2 separate regions of the Danio rerio genome follow, and region 2 is linked to region 1. Evidence: chromatin contacts called from public Hi-C data. All regions are on one chromosome and are shown on one strand. Each heading gives the region's core, a stretch centred on a gene start, on an enhancer-like site or on the middle of the called end of the contact. The rest is flanking DNA. Distances are from core to core; before and after follow the strand shown. Region 1 holds the start of inab (internexin neuronal intermediate filament protein, alpha b). Region 2 holds the start of sts (steroid sulfatase (microsomal), isozyme S).

Region 1 (4,659 bases), core at 1,420-3,919:
CCTAAACGTGTCTTTTTTATTCCTGTTTATGTAAAGCACTTTGAATTGCCACTGTGTATGAAATGTGCTATATAAATAAACTTGCCTTGCCTTGCCTTGCCTTAAAAATGCGGAAAAAAAGTGAAGCGATATGAAAACTTTCCGGATGCACGGTAACATTTTTTTAGGGGATATTTAGAGAAAAAAAAATCGTTTAGCTTCTAGACATTTTAATATGAGATATTTTAGACTTCATGAAAACAGCTAAACTGCCCCATCATACTCTACTGTGAATGCATACCCTAATGAAAATAAGTGTACTTCAAGTAAATTTTTAAAAAATATATTTATTAGTACTGCCCATTGTAGTTTATTTTATTAGATTAGCTCCAAATATGGCTTCAATACTGACTAATCTAATGTATATGCAGAAATACAATATTGTAAAGCATTCTATAGAAAATTATAATTTAAAAGAGAGATTTGTGACAGAGGTACTCTGAGCACTGTAGAAATGCTGAGCACTGTAAATCTACTTTTTAATTGTATTATTTTATAGATTTACATAAAACAGAAAAATAAACAACAACAGTAAAAAAAATAATAAAAAGAGAAATATCTCTAAAACTACTCTTTTCTTCAGCACATCCCACAGGCTTTCAATTCGGTTGAGATCTGGAGATGGATAGGCCATGTGAGGATCTTGATTTTGTGTCTTGATTTTGTTGATTTTGTGTTTACTGTAGATTTTACCACATGTATTAGATTAGTATTGTGCTGAAAGACCCAGCGATGACCCATCTTCAGCGTTCTGGCATCAGGTTTTGATTAAAAAAAAATGTCCAGGTGATGCCTTACACCCTAACATGGTTCTTTGGAAGAGAAACAGACCCACAACATCACAGATCCTCTACCATACTTCACATAGTGATAAAAGTTAGTTTGTCTGTTTGTTTTTGCATGCACATCTTTTGTTTTTTACAAGACCCACTTAACTTAGTCCCATCTTACCAAAGCACACGGTTCTACAAACTCCAGTTGTTTATGTTTGCCTACCTCTTAAACAGCTTGTTGGCTTGTAGATAGCATCTGATGGTTGTCATGGAGACTTTTTTAGAATGTGTTGCACGAACCAAAATTGGATATGTGTTTACTTTGAAAAATAAATAAATAAAATAAATAAATAAATAAAATTAAAATTAAATTAAATAAATTAAATAAATTAAATAAATTAAATAAATAAAATAAAATTAAATTAAATTAAAATTAAATTAATTAAATACAATTAAATAAGTTAAAGTAAAATTAATCAGTAAAATCATGAGGAACACATTTTATAATGTTTGCTGTATTGTCTGCATTGAAATACAAGTCTTTTTTTATATGATATGATAATTATATTATCATATCAAATTATATTACAAAAAAAATCTGCCCCAATAACACTAAACTAATAACATTCAACAAGGCAATACATGAACAGTTTGCCAAACTTCTCATTGTTTGTTACAATAGATTGATTGCTTCAGTTGTTAAATCGCTTTGGATAAAATCAGATGCTAAATGTTGTCTCTATGCTTTCAATCTGCCAACAGATGGCAGCCTTGGATAACTACTCGTAGACGAAAGACAACCTCTTTTGTGTCGCCCAAAGACTTGAAACTTTTTAGTAGGTTCCAGTTTAATCAATTATTATGTTTTTATATTCACAATATACAAAATATATTTATTGGTAAAAATCTAACTTTTTCAACAACGTTGAGACTGAAAAAGGTTAAGCCATAGTTTTATTAGTCTTGAATTTTTGTTTGGTGTGAAACAAACAAAAGTAAACCATTACTTCTATAAAAACTGAACATATAAGTAATAAATAACTGTACGGTTGTAAAATTGCTTTAAATAAAGTACACAAAGTTTGCTTCATGTTTTTAAAATATATTTACCTACAAGTCAAACAAATTTATTGCGTAAACTATTACTTTATATTTTTACAGAGAAAAAGACATTCCCAGAATCATGTGCAACGACCATTGCACCACTGATTAAAGTTGAACTAAATGATCTCGTCGTTGAATTAGGAATGAATGCAGCCAGGGGCCTAGGCAAAATTAGTTTTAATGCTAGCCCATTTTCTGACTGTTAATGCCCCCATGGCTCCTCAACATTACATAATGCATTATTATTATTATTATTATTATTATTATTATTATTATTATTATTATTATTATTGTTATTATTAATATTATTATTATATTTATATATATATAATATAATATAATATAATATCCTTATCTTTGGATTTATCACAATGTTACAATATTGTTGGGTGTGTTTTGGATAGATGTCATTTTTTAGAGATTAAGCAATATATAGGTATTCTTCAGATGTGCCATGAGTGTGATTAACGTAGGTATTTTGCTGACATCAGCACTGCGCCAAAATGGACAGTTCCATCCGCCCGCTGCTATCGAGTTTCCAGCCTGAAGGATTGTGTGAACATCCTCAATAGACAGAAATCATTATTTGCCCCTTTAAAGTTAAAATAACCCATAGATCAGCTTATTCGTCACATTTCTTTGGGCTCTGTCCACCTAAAACATCTGCAGTGAGGAAGGTTGATGCGAGGAGAAGCGTGGCTAAATTATTGATTGGGACGGTCCTGCTATAAAAGGAGACGCCGCCGGAGTTCTGCTCCTTATCGTCAAACGCCAAGATGAGCTACGGATCCGACATCTACTCTGCCTCTTCCTACCGGAAGATCTTCGGAGATTCCACCCGTTTCTCAGCCTCTCCATCCCGGCTGAGCAGCTCCCGGAGCGGGTTTAAATCCCAGTCTGTGAACCGCCCCAACATCCCAAGCTCCTACAAGCGCTCCACCCGATCTGGCTTCCCGTCTTCTTCTCTGGACAGCTTCGATTTCACCCAGAGTACCGTGCTTAACAATGAGTTTAAAATCATCCGCACCAATGAGAAGGAGCAGATGCAAGGGCTCAACGACCGTTTCGCGATGTTCATTGAGAAAGTTCGCAATCTGGAGCAGCACAATAAAGTGCTGGAAACCGAACTCGTGACTCTGCGCCAGCGCCAGACAGAACCGTCCCGTCTGGCCGAACTTTACCAGCAGGAGATCCGCGAGCTGCGCTCCCAACTCGAGGAACTCAACGCCGAGAAGAACCAGATGATGTTCGAGCGCGACAGTATCGAGGAAGACCTACAGAAACTTCACGAGAAGTTTGAGGAAGAGATGAGAATGCGCGAGGAGGCCGAGCAAACCCTGAGAGCTTTCAAGAAGGACGTGGACAACGCCTCCATGGTGCGTCTAGACCTGGAGAAAAAGGTCGAATCCCTTCTGGATGAAATCAACTTTTTAAGGAAGGTGCACGAGGAGGAGGTGGCCGAGCTCATGAACATGATCCAGGCTAGCCAGGTGTCCGTGGAGATGGAAGTGGCCAAACCCGACCTCACCTCCGCCCTAAAGGATATTCGCGGCCAGTATGAAGCAATGGCGAGCAAGAACTTGCAGTCGGCTGAAGAGTGGTACAAGTCCAAGTTCGCCGACCTTAGCGAACAGGCCAACAAGAGCAACGAGGTCATTCGCGCTAGCAGGGAGGAGCTCAACGAGTTCAGGAGGCAGCTGCAGTCCAAGACCATCGAGATCGAGAGTCTGAGGGGTACAAATGAATCTCTTGAAAGGCAGATTCATGAGATGGAGGACAGGCACAACGCCGAGATCATGGGCTACCAGGTTGGTTTTCCAGTTTTCATTTCGCACTTGTTCAACAGAGTTAAAGGATGATGTCATTTCAGTAAAGAATTTCTCTGTTTTATTTATTTCATTAAAAATTGTGAACATGTTTTCTTAAAACAATCATTTGATATAATTGTATCCCCAGTTATATCATTAGGTAATCACCGGTAGATACTTGCGCTCCAGTTATTCAGACAGCAGACAAAAGGTGTCTGTGAAATGGGCGTGACCGCACTGACTAAATGTTACTGCTTCTCTGTCCATGGTGCTAAAACTAAGCTACTTCAAACTAAATCTAAGTTTAAAAAAGAGACATTTATAATTAAACCATTAATTTTTTGCTGACATTTGTTAACTCTAAAACGTAATCCAAATTTCATGCAAAATAATAAAAGAGAAGTAAATCAATAAATTAAAACAGACAATTTCCAGATACTGAATACTATGCATCCTGCCCTTTTGCTTACAGATTTTATTTAATTTTATTTTTTTAAGTGCAAACAGTTACTTAGACAAAGCAGAATTACCACCTGGATATTTTGTAAAATGTTGTCACAACCTAACCTTTCCTAAATATAATAGTTATTATAAAATATTTATAAAAAAGTGTTGTTAAAAGAATAAATAAATAAATAAATAAATAAATAAATAAATAAATAAATAAATAAATAAATAAATAAATAAATAAATAAATAATAAATAAAAACAAACAAACAAACATGCAAATAAATAAATAAATAAAATTAATTAAAGGTACATTACTGTTATTTCTTTCTTTCTTGCATGTATTGTCTTAAATTAAAGCCTATTAATTTTCTAATGTACAATTAAAATCTCATTTTTTATTGTGTATATATATATATATATATATATTTGATTATTTAAATATTTATGAATAAAATATGAAATAGAAAGAAAAAGAGAGAGATAGA
Region 2 (4,659 bases), core at 1,515-4,014, 180 kb after region 1:
AATAAAATAAAATAATAATAATAGTAATTAATAATATTAATATATTATATACATTTACATATACATATGCTTATATATATATATATAAGTGCTCAGCATATATGAGTAAATACACCACCCACAAATCTCTCATTTAAATTGATAATTTATATAGGATGCTTAAAAATATTGTGAATACATTTGTTTATTCAGTACTGAAGCCAAATGTGGAACTAATCTAACAAAATAACTTACAATAATAGTTTAAAAATTAGTAGCCCAAATGTATATGTTAGGGAAAATATTAAATACAATTTTCAAAATTGCAAAAATCAAGAGAAACCAATAACAATTATAATTTAGCTGAAATTTTGTAGTTTTGCAATATTTTGAATGAATTTAAATGTATTATCTTTCCATTTCTAAAGATGTTCCATAACTAAAATATTGCTTTAATAAATAAATGTTTAATAAAACTGTTTTTTTTTTATGCTCCAATACGTATTACCCATATTCAATGTGAAATGGATAAAATATTCTTTGCAATAAATTCATTTTCAAAATCCGGTGTACCTATTTATGATGAGCATTGTATATCATGGAAAATAAAAATGTACAATTTAAATGCCACAATTGTACCATATAAATATGAACATTAAGTTCTAGCTTTGCAAGATCACACTAGTTTTATACTGTATGTATCAGTGATATTATAGTCTCCTTTTTGTTTATATAATTTATATATTTTGTTTAAAAATGTTTATATATAAATAAAGAAGAAACACAAAAATTAGAGAATATCATACCTTACGTTGCAACACAAAATAAAAATAACTGAAAAAACTGAACACGTATGATTACAGAATAAAGGTTCAAGTATGTACTAGGTGGACAATTCATTAACCAATGAGCAATGTATATAGCATATAGTATATAGCAATATAGCATGTGAGATACGTTAGAAAACATCAATGATGAGTTAATAATACATATCATGCACACTATATTCCTTTCATCTAATCAAAATAGCTGTTGGAAGAAATTAAAGTGCCACTATTAGACATCATCTTTTCCCCATACCTAAAATGTGTTGATCATTGTATTCTAGGAGTAGCTCTCCATGCATTTTCTTGAATAAAAGTATCCAACGACATCTTTAGCTCTCTGTGCGGTTGCGTTGAATAGTTTCTTTAGACTGCACCTCATGTAAGAGTATTTAGCATTATTGTTTTACCAAATGATCCCCAGCGGTCATTGTCTGTGAGATGCATGAGGCCCATGAAGGGAACACTTAACTTTAAGACACAGTAATGTTGTAAAACAATGTAATGTATGGTATCAACAAACTGCTCATGCACTTGTGTAAGGAAGCAAGCTATGGGAGGGGTGTTTTATAACTAGCATACACAATTAATCAGGGATTCATGTCAGACGGTAAAGGCAGCTGGCACGTTTATGGCCATAAGCCAGATTTGCATACAATCAAACCTGCGGAAATGGCCCTGGATGGGGTTTATGCTGTTTAGCATAGTTAGCGTTTCCATTTTGATGTACTATAGTGTGAAATGTGCTCCAATTCAACTGTTGGCAAGCATCTCACAGTGTAGTCTGAGCGTTTGAGCATGAAAATTAGCCAGCGACCCTCAGATGCTCCTGTGGCCTCCAAGTTTAACAGAAGAGTAATGCAGTTAATAAGACTGGATACTGCAGAATAAACGTTATTCTAAAATACGTGGGTGGGTGGATCTAGTCAATTTAATGGAAAAATACCACAGAGATAATGTGGAAAGAGAATGAATGAGAGCAAAAGAGCAGAACTGAGTAATATTAACTTAAATAAAAGTAATTAAAATAATATTTTGGGTGTATGGCTTTGCATACTTCACCATAAAATAAAAGTTGAGTTAACTTACATCCTTATCTATTTCAAAGATGCATGACTTTAATTGTTGGTGGAAAATGAAAGCAATAAACTGTTTTTTGGTGGCTCAAAATATAATATTTTAAATAATAATTACTTATCTACAACATTACTAATTTATTATTATTTAATATGATAGTACAATAGTAATTATGTCACAGGAACTGCTATAGCTAAGTTACCAGAAGAACAACTCCATGCTGCTTTTTGTATGAACTAGATCTGTGAATTGATATTGCATACTCTGCTCTTAGCCTAATATATATATATATATATATATATATATATATATATATATATATATATATATATATATATATATATATATATATATATATCAAATAAAAAATTGCACACAATGATGGAGACAAATCTCAAAGAGCAAATTCAGAGTGTGGGGTTTAAAAGTTAAAACTTAAATAAAAATTGTATGTTAATATGCAGCTAAATTGTTGGTTGTAAATGTTGTTTTGACGAGCTCATGGCATTGTCTGTCTCAAAACTGCTGTAGACAAAGACTATACACTATAATAATACTACATAGAGAACGGCTGCCTTATGTAATCAAGAGGTGGCGCTGTTTCCCTGAAAACCAACAATTTTAAACTCAGCGTGTGGGCTGCAGGCAAACTTACACAAAGGAGAAAGTCTCAAGTTAGCAGAGACCTCTTCATTGGAGAGAATAGGCTTCGTGAAAATGCACTTTTTACTATTTAGAGCAGACTCGTTTTGTATATTTCCGGGGATGATTGCGTCTAGAAAAAAAGGTATTTTGTCTGTTGACCAATCAATCTAACGTGCGTGAAGCACGTGGTTTTATCGCGCTCAACTTCCTTATATCATCAACCTGAATGTTTACTCTACACTAGACTAGAGCATGTTGAGCATTAACTGACATCTGCGGATAGATTTACGTTTCTGACAAGCCTAAGTGATCTATCCCGTCCAGGGTGCAGGTAGGCATTCGTAATAGTTCAGCTTTTAAATATTTATATATTCAAAAACGGGGTGATACATTGAATGTTATTGCGTGGAAGAGCGACCATTGCACTACAGTACACTAGTTTGATAGGCACAATACTGTACAAGGTTTTCAGAGCCTTCACCAGAGTTACTGTTTATACATCATTTTCGATAATTTCCATAATTTATTTATTTATTTTTTTTGCTAATCAAAACAAATCAAATAAAATAAAATATGAAATAAAAAAATGAAAACAAAGTAAAAATATTTGAAAAATCACATAAAATAAAAACAGGTAACACTAACATTTTTGAATAGTATAATTTAAACATAAATTAACAAATTAGTTAAAAAAATTCAGTGCTGGTTGAAAATATATAATACGTGACACTGGACAACAAAACTAGTCAGGTGTCATTTTTTTTGGAAATTTAGATTCATACATCACTGTAAGCATAACAAATACATTTCTAGCCTAATTGATGTAAGGTTTGTGTTATGGTAGGACAACTTTTTGAAAATCTGGAATCTGAGGGCTAAAAAAAATTTTGAGAATTAAGTTAAGAATTAAATTAACAAAAATGCTAATTATATGTATAATAATTTGTTATATAAGTTTTTAATATTTGCAGTTGGACATGTACAAAATTTCCGCATAGAATATTATATTTACTTAATATTGTAATTATTTTTGCCTTAAAAGGAACATTTTGACCCATTCATTTCCACATATACCTGTGCAACATAAGATTGTTTTCGTGATCCACAGTCACATATCAAATGAAACGTTAATACAAAACAATAGTGAACAAAACAAATGCGATTGTTGGCTAATTAAAATAAATTAAATAAAAGTTCAAATGGTATAATTACTTAAACTAATAATTAAACTAATATGAAATGAAAATAAGTTTTTGTGGGGGAAAACAAAGATGATGAAAACAAGTAACACAGTTATTACTTTATTTAAAGTAAAACATTTAATTAATTTAAAAAAATAAATGTAAGTTAAAAATGTGGAAAACAAAAATGAAAGCTAATGCAATTTGTCATTAAAGCACCCAGTGAGTTTTCACTGGTGATTAAATGACTGTTGACAGTTTACCTTTTTGACCCCTCTCTCTCTCTCTCTCTCTCTCTCTCTCTCTCTCTCTCTCTCTCTCTCTCTCTCTCTCTCTCTCTCTCTCCCCCTCTCTCTCTCTCTCTCTCTCTCTCTCTCTGTGTGTGTGTGTGTGTGTGTGTGTGTGTATATATATATACCCATGGTTTTTTTTTTTCAGTTTAAATGTTGAAGGACACCACATGTTCTTTGTCCATCTATTTTTCGTTTTTATTGCCTTCTTTCACTTTCAGGCTGTACAATGAAATCCTTTCAATGGATTCCCTGCACTTTCTGTCTGCTGCTCTATACTGCTGATGCCGGCAGTGGTACAAAACCTAATTTTGTCTTTATGATGGTGGACGATTTAGGAATTGGAGACCTTGGATGCTATGGAAACACAACTCTCAGGTTTATTCATTAAAATACAAACAAAATATCAATTAATTTCCTTTTTAACTTTTTATTTCTTATTCTGAGGCCTGACAGAAAATCCACATGACTGCTTATAGCCAGCAGTATGTGTTCATCATGTGAAATAATGTACAGTAAGGCCCTCAGTGTCAGTTAGATCCCAGAGCATTAAATGTTGCTGTGTAAGATTGATTTAAGATCAGTGGATTTGATATGGAAGGGATTTTCCTTTTGCTTGGTTCATATAAGGCTATGTTTTAAAGATGAAAAAAGATATATAAC

Evidence for each region. Hi-C and Micro-C count contacts between places; a contact is called where the count stands out from the background.
Region 2: a contact with region 1 is called in a Hi-C map of hematopoietic stem cells, with 1.9 times the contacts expected there. The contact joins the promoter of sts here to the promoter of inab in region 1. A contact is called at or near these places in 2 of 18 Hi-C or Micro-C datasets (hematopoietic stem cells and an unstated tissue) and 1 of 4 datasets of contacts at active chromatin or transcription factors (embryo).

What each region holds. Positions count from the first base shown.
Region 1 is chr1:35,432,893-35,437,551 of GRCz12tu, forward strand. inab (internexin neuronal intermediate filament protein, alpha b) reads left to right here and starts at 2,670. Exons shown (of 3, transcript NM_131032.2): 1 at 2,670-3,724. The coding sequence starts at 2,693. All of the region lies in intron 1 of LOC141385860, which reads right to left.
Region 2 is chr1:35,613,048-35,617,706 of GRCz12tu, forward strand. sts (steroid sulfatase (microsomal), isozyme S) reads left to right here and starts at 2,765. Exons shown (of 10, transcript XR_012407024.1): 1 at 2,765-2,856; 2 at 4,218-4,374. All of the region lies in intron 1 of LOC141385860, which reads right to left.